Regions from separate parts of the Sus scrofa genome. Here region 2 is linked to region 1. A link is a contact called in public promoter capture Hi-C data. All regions are on one chromosome and are shown on one strand. The core of a region is the stretch at or near the end of the contact, and the rest is flanking DNA. Distances in the headings are between cores, read along the strand shown. Region 1 holds the start of RDH14 (retinol dehydrogenase 14). Region 2 holds the start of SMC6 (structural maintenance of chromosomes protein 6).

The links. Promoter capture Hi-C pulls out the DNA fragments that hold promoters and counts their contacts.
Region 2: a contact with region 1 is called in a promoter capture Hi-C map of liver, with 3 times the contacts expected there. The contact joins the promoter of SMC6 here to the promoter of RDH14 in region 1. A contact is called at or near these places in 1 of 5 promoter capture datasets (liver) and 1 of 2 datasets of contacts at active chromatin or transcription factors (alveolar macrophages).

Annotation. Positions count from the first base shown.
Region 1 is chr3:119,451,741-119,457,354 of Sscrofa11.1, forward strand. RDH14 (retinol dehydrogenase 14) reads left to right here and starts at 2,246. Exons shown (of 2, transcript XM_003125340.4): 1 at 2,246-2,750. The coding sequence starts at 2,358. LOC100516797 (cytosolic 5'-nucleotidase 1B) reads left to right here. Exons shown (of 9, transcript XM_005655262.3): 9 at 1-2,106. LOC106509892 (a long non-coding RNA gene) reads right to left here and starts at 2,205. Exons shown (of 6, transcript XR_002342970.1): 1 at 2,118-2,205.
Region 2 is chr3:120,094,256-120,099,869 of Sscrofa11.1, forward strand. It overlaps SMC6 (structural maintenance of chromosomes protein 6), which reads left to right and starts at 3,106. Exons shown (of 27, transcript XM_003125342.4): 1 at 3,106-3,321. It overlaps GEN1 (flap endonuclease GEN homolog 1), which reads right to left and starts at 3,050. Exons shown (of 14, transcript XM_005655263.3): 1 at 2,569-3,050.

The DNA.
Region 1 (5,614 bases), core at 996-3,495:
TGTTGGTAGCTAGAACGAATCATTACCTGTCATCATTACAGAATAGTGGGTCTTCATAGGTGGAAAGAGTAAGGTTAGATACACTCAAAAACTGGAGCTTTTTAGTCTATTGCCTCTGTGAATAGTCTTTTAATCGATGCCAAAATGAAAATATAACCCCACTTGAATAAGTTCATTAATTTTGAAACTGCTCATTCAGAAATAAAACAGCTAATTATTCATACATGTTATTTTCATCCAAGAAGAGCACCTGACAGAACTTGCTGGAAGGGTTCTTTGAAGTTTATTTGGTGGCTTTATTGCCTTTGGACTACTTCATATTTGAAACTTTGGGCTTGGCAGGTAGGGCTAGTGTTTGTACGGAAGGGAAAAAAACTGGGCTACCACTTCAAAATATGAAATGAAGTGTGGTATCCTAGCCTTCATTGTTGTCATCCTGTTGTGATTTTTGCCTTGTTTTCAAAAAAAAAATTAATTGGTTAATCTACTACAATGTTAGGAACAGTGAACTCATTATTTTCACATGTTATTTTCTCAGTTTCTCATCAAACCAAACATTTTCAGTGTGATATTACCTTCTTTTTTTAATCAATGAAAAAAAAAGATTCAAAAAGATTACATAGCTTGTCCAAGGATGTGCAGGGAATAAATGGTAGGACTAAGATTCAAATTCAGATCTCATTTCAAAAGGTATATGTAGTCTATTTTCTCTGTGCCTTCCAAATTGAGTTGTTATTAATTCCTTGGCTACTGACACATCCTGAACAAATTAGTCATTCCATTAAATTCTATGCTTAAGCTACAAAACAGTTACACAGCAGATCTGGTGACGCCTTTTCTCCTCTCTTCCTCACATGCTCTCTTGCTCCTTCTACCCCCATCTCTATCCCTGCCCCACCTGCATATACATATTCCACCTCTGGTACTAGTTAAAGCAGACCACTGATGACACACATCTTTTGATCTGCTTCCTAATCTGCTGTAAACCAGTCCAGAATATATCAATCAAGACACTTATTGAGCACCTACTGTTTTCTATGGATTCCCCCATATAAAGACCACAAGAGAGACTCAGATATTATCCCATCCTTTACGAAAGTGAAAACTTTAACAATCCCCTTAGAGGAAGTCAAATGTACAAGCTCAAATAGCCAACTCCAGAGGGCTGTTTGTTCTCAGTGCCAAGTGAGGGTCACAGAGGAGGCTGAAGCAAAGACCTGTATGGGCTGGAAGTCATCAGAAAATGGAGAGAATCGAGGTGGGCTTTGCAGGATAAGAGAGACATGGATGGACAGAAAGGAAGAGGAAATGTGCTTCTGGCTCAGTGAGTTTGAGAAGCAGCTTCAAATTACACATAGGGTGGAATAAAGGCCCAGCCCTCCTGATTGCTGTTCCTGGTGCCTTAACTAATCCTCAGTGAGAGTGCTCCTCCCCACCTGTGAGCTCCATTCTCAGCACCTGTAAGAAACCTGGCATTTTACCCCTTTTCTTTTTGTATTGACTTTTTGTTGCATGTTATATCCTTCCCAGATATAAAGGAGTGGAGGAGAGTTTATCAGAGTCATCAAGGGCATTTATTTCAAGCTATAGAAGTTGTGTGTCTTTTCTCTCGACCAAAGATTCTAGAGTGAGGGCTGGGGCAGGGGAGGTTTCTGTACAAGCCAGTAAGCGCCCCGAGGGCAGAAACGGTGCCCTATTTCTTTGGGACTCTCACAGAGCACAAGGCCTGAAATTTCTGCTTGTACAGGTCCTGCAATTGATTCCAATGCTACACTAAAATCTAAGAACCACGGATCCATTCTCTTTCTGATTCATGTTGCTAAGTTCTTAGCGTCACCTGTGGAGGAAAAAAAAAGAGCCTTTCCTCAGACTTCAGTTCGGCGGGAACCACTCCCCAGAGGATGAAGGTAAACTGAACAGAAGGTTAACAAGTCCCTGGGGTCCTTAACGGAAAACACGCCAAGCCAGCCCTGAAGTGTGGGATTTGCACGACAGCCTATAAAGAGATTTGTAAATTCAAAATATCCGTTAGGCATTCCCACGGGGAAGGCCACCATCACTCTGGGATTTCCACGGGCATGGACCCAGGAGCCTGAAAACCCGGGTACGGTGCTCACCCTCCTCTCAGGCTAGGAACCGGATCCACAAAGGCACCGCCACCCGGCCGCTATACTGTCCTAACCAATCAGGCGCCCCCGGGAAGGAGACTACAAGTCCCAGCATGCTTCACGCCGCCTCCAGGGGACGACAGGCCGCGCCCCAGAGTTCTTTGCGTACAGGTGGCTGCCTTAGCTCCGGGAGCGCGGCGGCTCCGGAAATCCTGCGAGGGGGACGGTGGGCCCTCGGCCCGGGCGGCTATGGCAGTGGCTACAGTGGCGGCATTTCTGGCCGCACTGGGTGGGGCCCTGTGGCTGGCGGCCCGACGGTTTGTGGGGCCTAGTGTCCAGCGGTTGCACCGAGGCGGGGACTCCGGCCTCATGCACGGGAAGACCGTGCTGATCACGGGGGCTAACAGCGGCCTGGGCCGCGCCACGGCCGCCGAGCTGCTACGCTTGGGGGCGCGAGTGATCATGGGCTGCCGGGACCGCGCGCGCGCCGAGGAGGCGGCGGGTCAGCTCCGCCGCGAGCTCCGCCAGACCGAGGGCCCCGAGGAGGGGCCCAACTCCGGAGGGGCCGGCGAGCTCGTCGTCCGGGAGTTGGACCTCGCCTCGCTGCGCTCGGTGCGCGCCTTCTGTCAGGAGATGCTCCAGGTGTGAGGCCCCGGGAGCCAGCTGGAGATCGCGGGGAGGGCTGGGGGCCTTCGCGGACGGGGAGGGGCTGGCCGGCCTCGGGGCCGAGCAGGGAGGGCACCGCCCAGAGTCCAGGGGGTGTGACCTTGGAAATGACTGACGCTAGGAGTAGAAACAATCAAGAGATTGGGGCGGCTCGGGAATTGAAGGCTGGAAAAATTGGTAGAATAGTCTTCTGTCTTCCAAGAATGTTGAGGGAAAAAAAAAAAATGGGCCCAAGAGGAAAATAAGCGAGTTTCTGAACATTTCCTCTTGCTATGTGAGGACAGCCCGGGAGGAGATCCGCCAGGTCTCTGGATTGTTTTTCCTGTGTCCAAAGTGAATCTGCACCCAAGAGCCTGAGAGCACGTAGGGAAAGTTGCTAACCAAGGACCGTGGAGCACTCGTCTTTTTTCTTCCTGGGGTAGAAATTTTAGCCTTCTGCCACCAGTGACCTCCTTAGCACCATCCTTAACCAGGCTCTGGCCTAATTTCCAAAAAGACTAGAGCTTGGAATGCCAGTGGTCCTGTGCGCTCAGCGATGACTGAAATGAAAATAATACAATATCTAGCATTTATTGAAGGTTTCCTATGTGCCAGAAGCTATTCCAAGTGTTTCAGTTATTTTTGTTTGTTTTTTAATTTTAATGAAATTAAACTGTCATCCAGTCTTCACAATTACCCTGCGAGGTAGGCATTATCCTCATTTTACAACTTTAGGCAACTAAGGTATAGGTAGGCTAAGTAATTTGCTCAGGATCTCTTTCTAGAGCCCTTGCTTTTAACTGCTGTCCTCCTGCTGCTTGTCAGCTAGGTGGAGAATTTCTTTGTTTAGATAGTATTCCACTGAAATGGATGTCCTCTATTGAAATTGAGGTAGAAGGGTTTCCTGCAGAGATGATTTGCAAGAGGGCATTCAGAAGAGTGATGTTTAAAATTAGCTGGCAAAGAAAAGGAGTCTGTATGAAAAGGAGCCTCTTGAGTCTAGAGCAGAAATTCCCAAACTTTCCAATAAGTAATTAGGTCCAAACAACCTAATAAATATTTATGTAATAACATAGTGGCTGTTTGAAAAAAAATAATACATACACATAACGGAAAGAAAAAAATGACTATTTTTCTATAACCATAATTATGCTAATGGGAAGTGTACCTCTGTTCACTGTCCCAGCTTGTCAGACTTGGGAATCAGATTGGACATTGCCACCAGCATTTCTGTGCTACGTTGATTTTTAACATTGTACTTGCATTTTACCCCAGCAACTACTAAATACTCAGCTTTGCAAAGATGGCAGCATCACAAGGAATATAGGACAATATAATGTTGAAGCTACGAATATCCTGGAGCTTGTACTTTTTGAGATATTGAGCAGAGTATCGTTTTGTTCCCCTTGAAACTTTAAAATACTCCAAATCACCCTGAGAGTTCGTTATGACTCTGGGGCACCTTGATGCAGAGATGGGGAGCTGTCGCAGACCTAGAGGTTTTTTGTTTCGTTTTTATGGCTAGTATTTCATTATCAAGTAAAACAGATTTAGAAATAAGTAACAGTGTGTTAAGAGATATTAGAAGAATCGAAGTGGATCTTCCTATTCTTCATTAAAAATGTAGATGGGGCTGGGTATACCTGTTCCTTGAACCCTATAGTTTTTTAACCACTTGGGCCACTTGAGACAACTAATAAAAAGTTAAGGAAAGAAACATAACTAAGTTGTCCTTGCTTCTAAATGTGAGTTAAGTTCTTCCCTGGATCTGAAATTCAGTAGTTCAGTGACTATAGCCAGAATAATAATAATAACAATATAAAAAAAGGAAGTGTAAATTTCCCACAGGTTGGTAATTCTTGGTATTTATGTCATTTATCTCCTAGAACTTAAAAAAAAAAAAGCAGTGAATGATAAAGTCTTAAAATTACACAAGCCCAGCAAAGAATGATGGCTCAGAAATGATTAATATAGGAAACTCTTCCAAAGGATTACTGAAAAGATCACTCCTTTCTTTCCCCCATGGGTGAACTTTTGCCTTCTTTTTGAAGTTGACTATTAAAAAGGCAAAAGGTGCATAGACAGACAGAATGAGAAATACTTAATCCTCTGACAGGTAGGCTTTGATAACAGTTGTGAAATTTAACGCATTTTTCTTTTCACTTATATTTGGCCAAAGGGCCAGTGAGTTTTGAAATTTGACCTCAGACTTATTTAATTCTGGGTCATCACTGTGTCTTTACACCTGGAGCATGTACATTTCTGTTTCTCTGCCCATCAGAAGAGACAGATGAGCCAGGAAAGGACCAGGGAAAACTACCTTATAAGAACTAAGGAATGAAAAAAGACTTCTCTTTGAGGACAGTCTACATTTTAGGACTTGAATCTGGAAAGATGCAGAATTCTTATAGATCTCCTAAGTTGGGGCCCTTGGAAGCTTGAAAGAGGTAGATTTTACACAGGGAAAAAGAGCTGTGAACCCTAGAGTTAGAGGTGTTTGTCGGGCCTACCTTCCTCTATCAGTCTCCTTTGCCCTTATTATGAGACTTCGTATATATGTTTCATGGTGTTTCTGTTATTTTTATATTATCTGTTTAATTTTTTTCTTAATGTTTCTTTCATTTATTCATGATGTTCTCTCACATCTTAACTTGCATCCGTGACTCTCCATACTGCTTATCCCAATTACAAGGAAACTTCTTGAATTTGCTCCATCCCCTAGTGCCATTAACCCGTAGAAAACTGCAGAATAAAGCAGTGCTCACTTGCCTCTGGTGTTGAGTAGAGCAGCTCTGGGAATAAACAGTGCTGACCTGTCTTCTGCTGTGGTGCCACCCTCTAGCTCCCGCCCGTCAAGCTAT
Region 2 (5,614 bases), core at 1,856-4,355, 640 kb after region 1:
GGTCTTTAAGTTCCTTTTGAAAATCACTTGTAAAAGTAGAATATTAAAAGAATACCTTCATAGTTTTGAAAGGGCAAAATTATATGAAATATCTACTTTATTAAAAAAAAAAACACCATATTTTAAGAAAGCAGTTAATTCAAAATGCTTATTTCCATGATCTATTGTTTTCCATTCCTATCATTTTCCCAGCCCTTCATCTGAAGTAACATTAAGTAGTGATGGTTAGATTACAAAAGCATTTAAAGTTCCAAAACAGGACAGAATGCAACAACTTTTAAGACATTCAAGTACAACTACACTCAAAGACAGAACAGACGGTTCTTGCATGGGGTCATGATCAATCTGATAAGGTTACTTGAAAACAGTAAACCATTAAGTAAAATATAAAAATACTGCAGGTAGAGAACTCACCCCAAACTGTATAATTTTATTTTGCATTTTATTTTAATAGGGGGAAATTTGAAATTTTTTGTGGTGTGGGATTTGGTGAGCCATTACCCATCTTTTATAATGTAATGATTTCATTGACATCAATCTGTTCATTCAATCAATGTATATTCCACACAAAAAGAAGAGTCCACTAATACATTCATAATTCTTAAGAAATAATGAGATGCAAGAATATGTATGTAAATCAGAAAAGTAAAAACAACCCAGAGTAAATAAATTTATAGCCTACTAGTGTCTTCAATTTATTTGCTTTAGGGAAAGAGCATTGGACTTGAGAAAGAAAACCTTGAATTTTGATCTTGGATATGCACTGACTAGCTATATGCCTTCGGGAAGACATTTAACCAATCTACAAAATGAAAGGTATTATACCAGAAAATTAGATCCTTTGAATATCATCACAGATTTTGACAGCTGAGTGTTAGAAGAAAATCACTCTTCCAGATATCACTGCTTGGTAGAAAGAACATGAATTTCTAGTATAAAGAAAAAGCTTAAGAATCCTCTTCAGGTTAAAACAAAACCAAATCCTTTGATGTAACCATATGGTGCCTGTAAATCAATTTATGCTCCTAAAACTTCCTTAAAAGCTAATAAGCTTTTATTGGTTAATTATAAAACTGAATGAGGTGAGAAAAGCACAGAACCTTGCTAATTCCACTAATGAATCAAAATTAAAGAACATAAAACGAGGTCAATGGTTTGATTTATGAAAAAATATATTTTTATTAACCGTTTTCTAGCTTTAAGCAAAAACATTAGAAAGAAAAATTTTAAACAATAAAACAGGAAATACTTTAAATTTCCCGATTCACATGTAGATGACTGTTATTTTCATATAAAGATTGGCAAATTGTATAAAGTTTATTTCAGTTCAGGATTGTATTATATAGGATTTATCACCTAATTTCACTAATTAATGCTGTTTCTATTATTGCTTTATTTCCACACGAATTTGCTTAAACTTTAAAGCATAAAGTAACCCAGACTTACTTGTTAATAAATACTTATTAAATGCCTACTATTGACCAGAACTCTTCTTGGTGCTGGAGATATAAATGAAAGATCTAGCCCTGCATTTAAGGACTTCTGTAGGGTGAGATTAGAGATAAAAAGGGAATTATAACGATGTGACAAGAACAGGCATAGAAGGCTAGAAAACTATAGGCGGATATAGATCTAAAGAAGGCATCTTACCTAGTCTAGGGCATCAAGGAAGTTTTCCTAAAAAAAGTGACATCTAAGTTGAAACCTCCCAACTGTGTTTCCCATCTTGTACCAGCAAGGACCACTTAGGCCAGATGCAGTGTTTTCATTTATTTTGACTATGTCATATGTGCAAGGGCTACAACGGAAACATGTATTTGATTATCTTTAGAAAAAATATTTTTTTCCAGAAATTGCATTACTGAAGACCAAAAGTTTGACATCAGTTGCTATGGGGGTGTTCTCGGGTAGCCGTAAATACCACTTGCTTCCATCCAGAAAGGAAGGTTTTTGAACTATAGAAAATAGTTTACTTAGCTAGGTCAGCATGCACGTAAAGAACCTAAAGACAAGCAGTAGGTTAATTTCACATTGAGAAGGCGCTGAAAGCTAAGCCAAGGAACTTAAACTTCTTTAGTTCCGATATTTATTGAGAGCTTTTAAAACGTAGGAACGCGCAAGGGAAAGAATGACTGTAAATAAACAACCACAATGCCTTAAGAAAAAGAACACCCCCAAGTGTGCCTAGGAGGATCAATGAAAGCTCGCCCAGATGGCCTTGAACCAGGCGTGGGAGTTTGCACTACGGTCCCCGGGGAAGGACATTCCGGACCCAGCGGCCTCGGCCCTGTCGGGGAGAGCGTGGAGCCGCGGTGGACACTTCCCACGCTTGGGGGGAGAACCAAAGGGGCGAGGTGTCTCCAGGCTCGGAAAGCAGAGCCAGATCCTGGCTGGGAGCTTCGGGGCCATTGTCCTAATGGACTCAAAAGAGAGCCGCCGACGGTGTCTTTGGAGGAGGGGCGGGAGCGACGGGGACGCGAACACAAAGCTCGCCCCCAACCCAGACTGTAAAGGAGCCAGTGAAAGGACCCGGGCGGCGCCGTTTCACCACGGTTCTGCGGGACTTACCCCGGACAACCCTTTCTCCTGGGTTTTGAAAGACGCCCTTCCGTCATTTGCCAGTTTGGCCTGAATCTTAATTATTGCTGCCTCCAAATTTCTAAACTTTCTCTTCTTAAAAATAAAAAGAAAGAAAGAAAAGGAAAAACTTGCTCTTTCCTTTCCCGAGCAAAGATTAACGTTTAGGGCTTAGCACCCAGACCCGGAAAGCTCCTGGAAGCACTTTGAATTCGGCGCCTTCTCCCACGCGGCCCCGCCTCTTCCAGGAAGTGACAGTCCTCTTTCCGCAAACGCTGCCGCACTCTCCGCTTTCCTGGCTCCCAGCCGTCTGCAGTACGCATGCGTGGAACTGTAGTTTGGGGGGGCTTCGAGCTTTCTCCCCCTCTCACCCAGGGAAATCGCCCGCCCTGCCCCCCCGCCGCGTCCCGCAGTTGCCGAGGACCGCGCGGCTACCAGCTTTCCTCATCCGCCCAGAGCCACTTCCGGTCCCCTCCTCTTACGCTCCAGTGGCGCGAAAACTCCGAACGGCGCACGCGCGGGCGGAGTCCCGGCGGGAGGGGGGGCGGGGCGCAGGCGCGGAGCGTCCCGCGGTGGGCGCCGGGGCGTCCGGGCTCCTGCCTTCTCCCTCCGCGGGCTCGCCGTACCCGCCGCGCCAACTGCGGTCGGCTGATGCCGAGACGCCCCTAGGGGGGCTTTAGCGTCCTGTTGCGCCGCGACATCCCCGCCGACCGGTTTCCTAGGGGAGACATCGACTTGTTTGAGGTAGGGTGAGGGCGCGCGCAGTCGTCCTCCCTTGCTCCGGATCCATTCCCAGTCACTGCCCTCTTCGCTGGCGTCCCCCAGCCCACCTGGTGGCGGCCGGGTCAGCGGTGCTGTGACGAGGTCCTCGGGGTCGCTGGCGCCCGGGCGGGCTGGCCCATGGGCCGGCAGGGGTCTTTGCCTTCTCTTCGCAGGCGACACGGGTCCCTTCTGCCGCGGGAAACTTGCCCGGGTCCGCTGGGCCCCTCCGTCGGGCGGCTCTAGTGGCGAGGCTTGCAAATCCCGGCTCGGGCTACGGGACCCGGCTCCCGGCCCCACATGGCCCTTTGCCTTTGACTTGCGTGTAGGGGGAAAGGAGTGAGGGTGGGTTGGAGAATTGGGCGCTTAACAATCTGATGATACCGTACAAGTAGCAACTTAAGTATGTTTAAGAGATGTGTAAATATCACTTCAATTTGATTTGTGGTTAAATTCCAGTTTCATGAAAACGGAGACTGCATTATCTAGAAAAATTGGGTTGTGGTGTTTGGAGGTTTGATGGCATTTATTTTCCCTTATTTTCTTGTAGAAATGAATTGGAAAAGAATCACTATTGGGAATCGAGAAACACAGTCAGCACTCAAGGGTGGAGAAAGGGCTGTAGGACTGATAGAGCTTGAGAGGATACTGTGATAATTCCTAGAAAAACAACTGTTTGGTGTTTAAACCCTGAAGACAGAATTTATGTGAGCGCTCACTACTCTGTATTTCACGAGTAGGAGATTAAAAGCGAATTTTTGAAAGACGGTCATTCTAGAATGTATGTTCAAAAGAAAAAAAATCCAAATTCCCTGACTTTTAGACGGCTGTTGTGTAGTCTTTTAAAATATTCAGTGTCCTGTGCATTGGCCTGCAGATCGTTCCATGAGTGCGTGGGTGGGGAGGGAGAGTCTTAGAACTTCTACTTAGGTTTACTTTGTCTCATTCTCTTACTGTGTGAAGTATGCAGAGTTATAATTTTCTGGGGGAATTTGTATTAAACAGTTTTTTTTTTTTTCTTGAACGGCTATCAGTGCAAAAAAGTTTGGAGATTACTAGAATATTGCTTTAAAATATGTTCTTGTGTTTATAAGATAGAACCAGTGTTGTGTGACCCTGGACTAGTTGGTACCACCTCTGCAAATTTCAGTTCCTATTCTGTAACTTGAGAAGCTAACATAGTACCTAACTCACAGCATTCTTAAATATCTTGGGGCAAGGGGCAGAGAGAGTAATAATTTTATCTCTGTATCTACCTATGGTTAGTGTGAAGTATTAGAATTGAGCCTGGCAAAAAGTCAGTACAAATGGCATATTAAAGTGGTTATGCCGAAAGACCAGTTTTAGTCCCAAAAGTTTATTTTACTGAATACATTTAACTGAGTTCCTGGATGTAGAATTTTGTATAAAACTTGACTAAATATTGACTATCATTTTTAGACCTAAGTTAGGAAAATTAATCATGGCTGTACTTGGCTTATTTTCAGGAATTAATATCTCAAAATTTTACCATAATAGTATGCGTTATATTTAAGGCATAATTAAATGTCACAAATACAACCCCCCCCCCAGATGACTGAGAGTCAAGAGTAGACACTTACCTTCATGTTAGTATTTTTGGTTCACTGGCTAATGAGATACATCTTTCTCACTCAACAACACACTTTCCCTGGTGACCAGATTCAAAATACTTTCTGTGGCTTTCTTAGCTCTACTCTCAAATCTACTGCAGGGTATGTTTTACTGCCTACTGGCCTATCTCAGTATCCTAGGAGCACTTCAAACCCAGTGTTTTCAAACAAAATGAATGTATTATTTATCCTTCCTTCTTACCAAATTTGCTCAGTCTGCTGATACTGGTGTTTAGGGTTAAGAGTGAAGGTTGTTTCTGAAAATTAAAGGCAATAAAATTTATAAAGCAAGCCCATCGTTTTAATTGGCTTGAAGAGTAACATTAGAGGGATACATCACATTAGAATTCTTTCTGTAGCCTTATACATTATCAAAGGATGGACAAGAGGATAAACAGATTAATAGTCAATTTCACTACCTATAAATAGTTGAACTATTGGTTAAACTTAGTTCATGGCAGAAGGAACCTGGACATGAAAGATCAGGTTTGACTTTGGGTTTTGACAACCTGGATTTGGATCTAGGCTCTGCTACGTAATAGCTACATAAGTCTGGGTATCTTTCACCTGAGGTTTAAACTTGACACTTAACATCCCGGTTTGTAAAGGAAGAACAATACTTAAAAGGATGTTGAAGATTGAAGGAA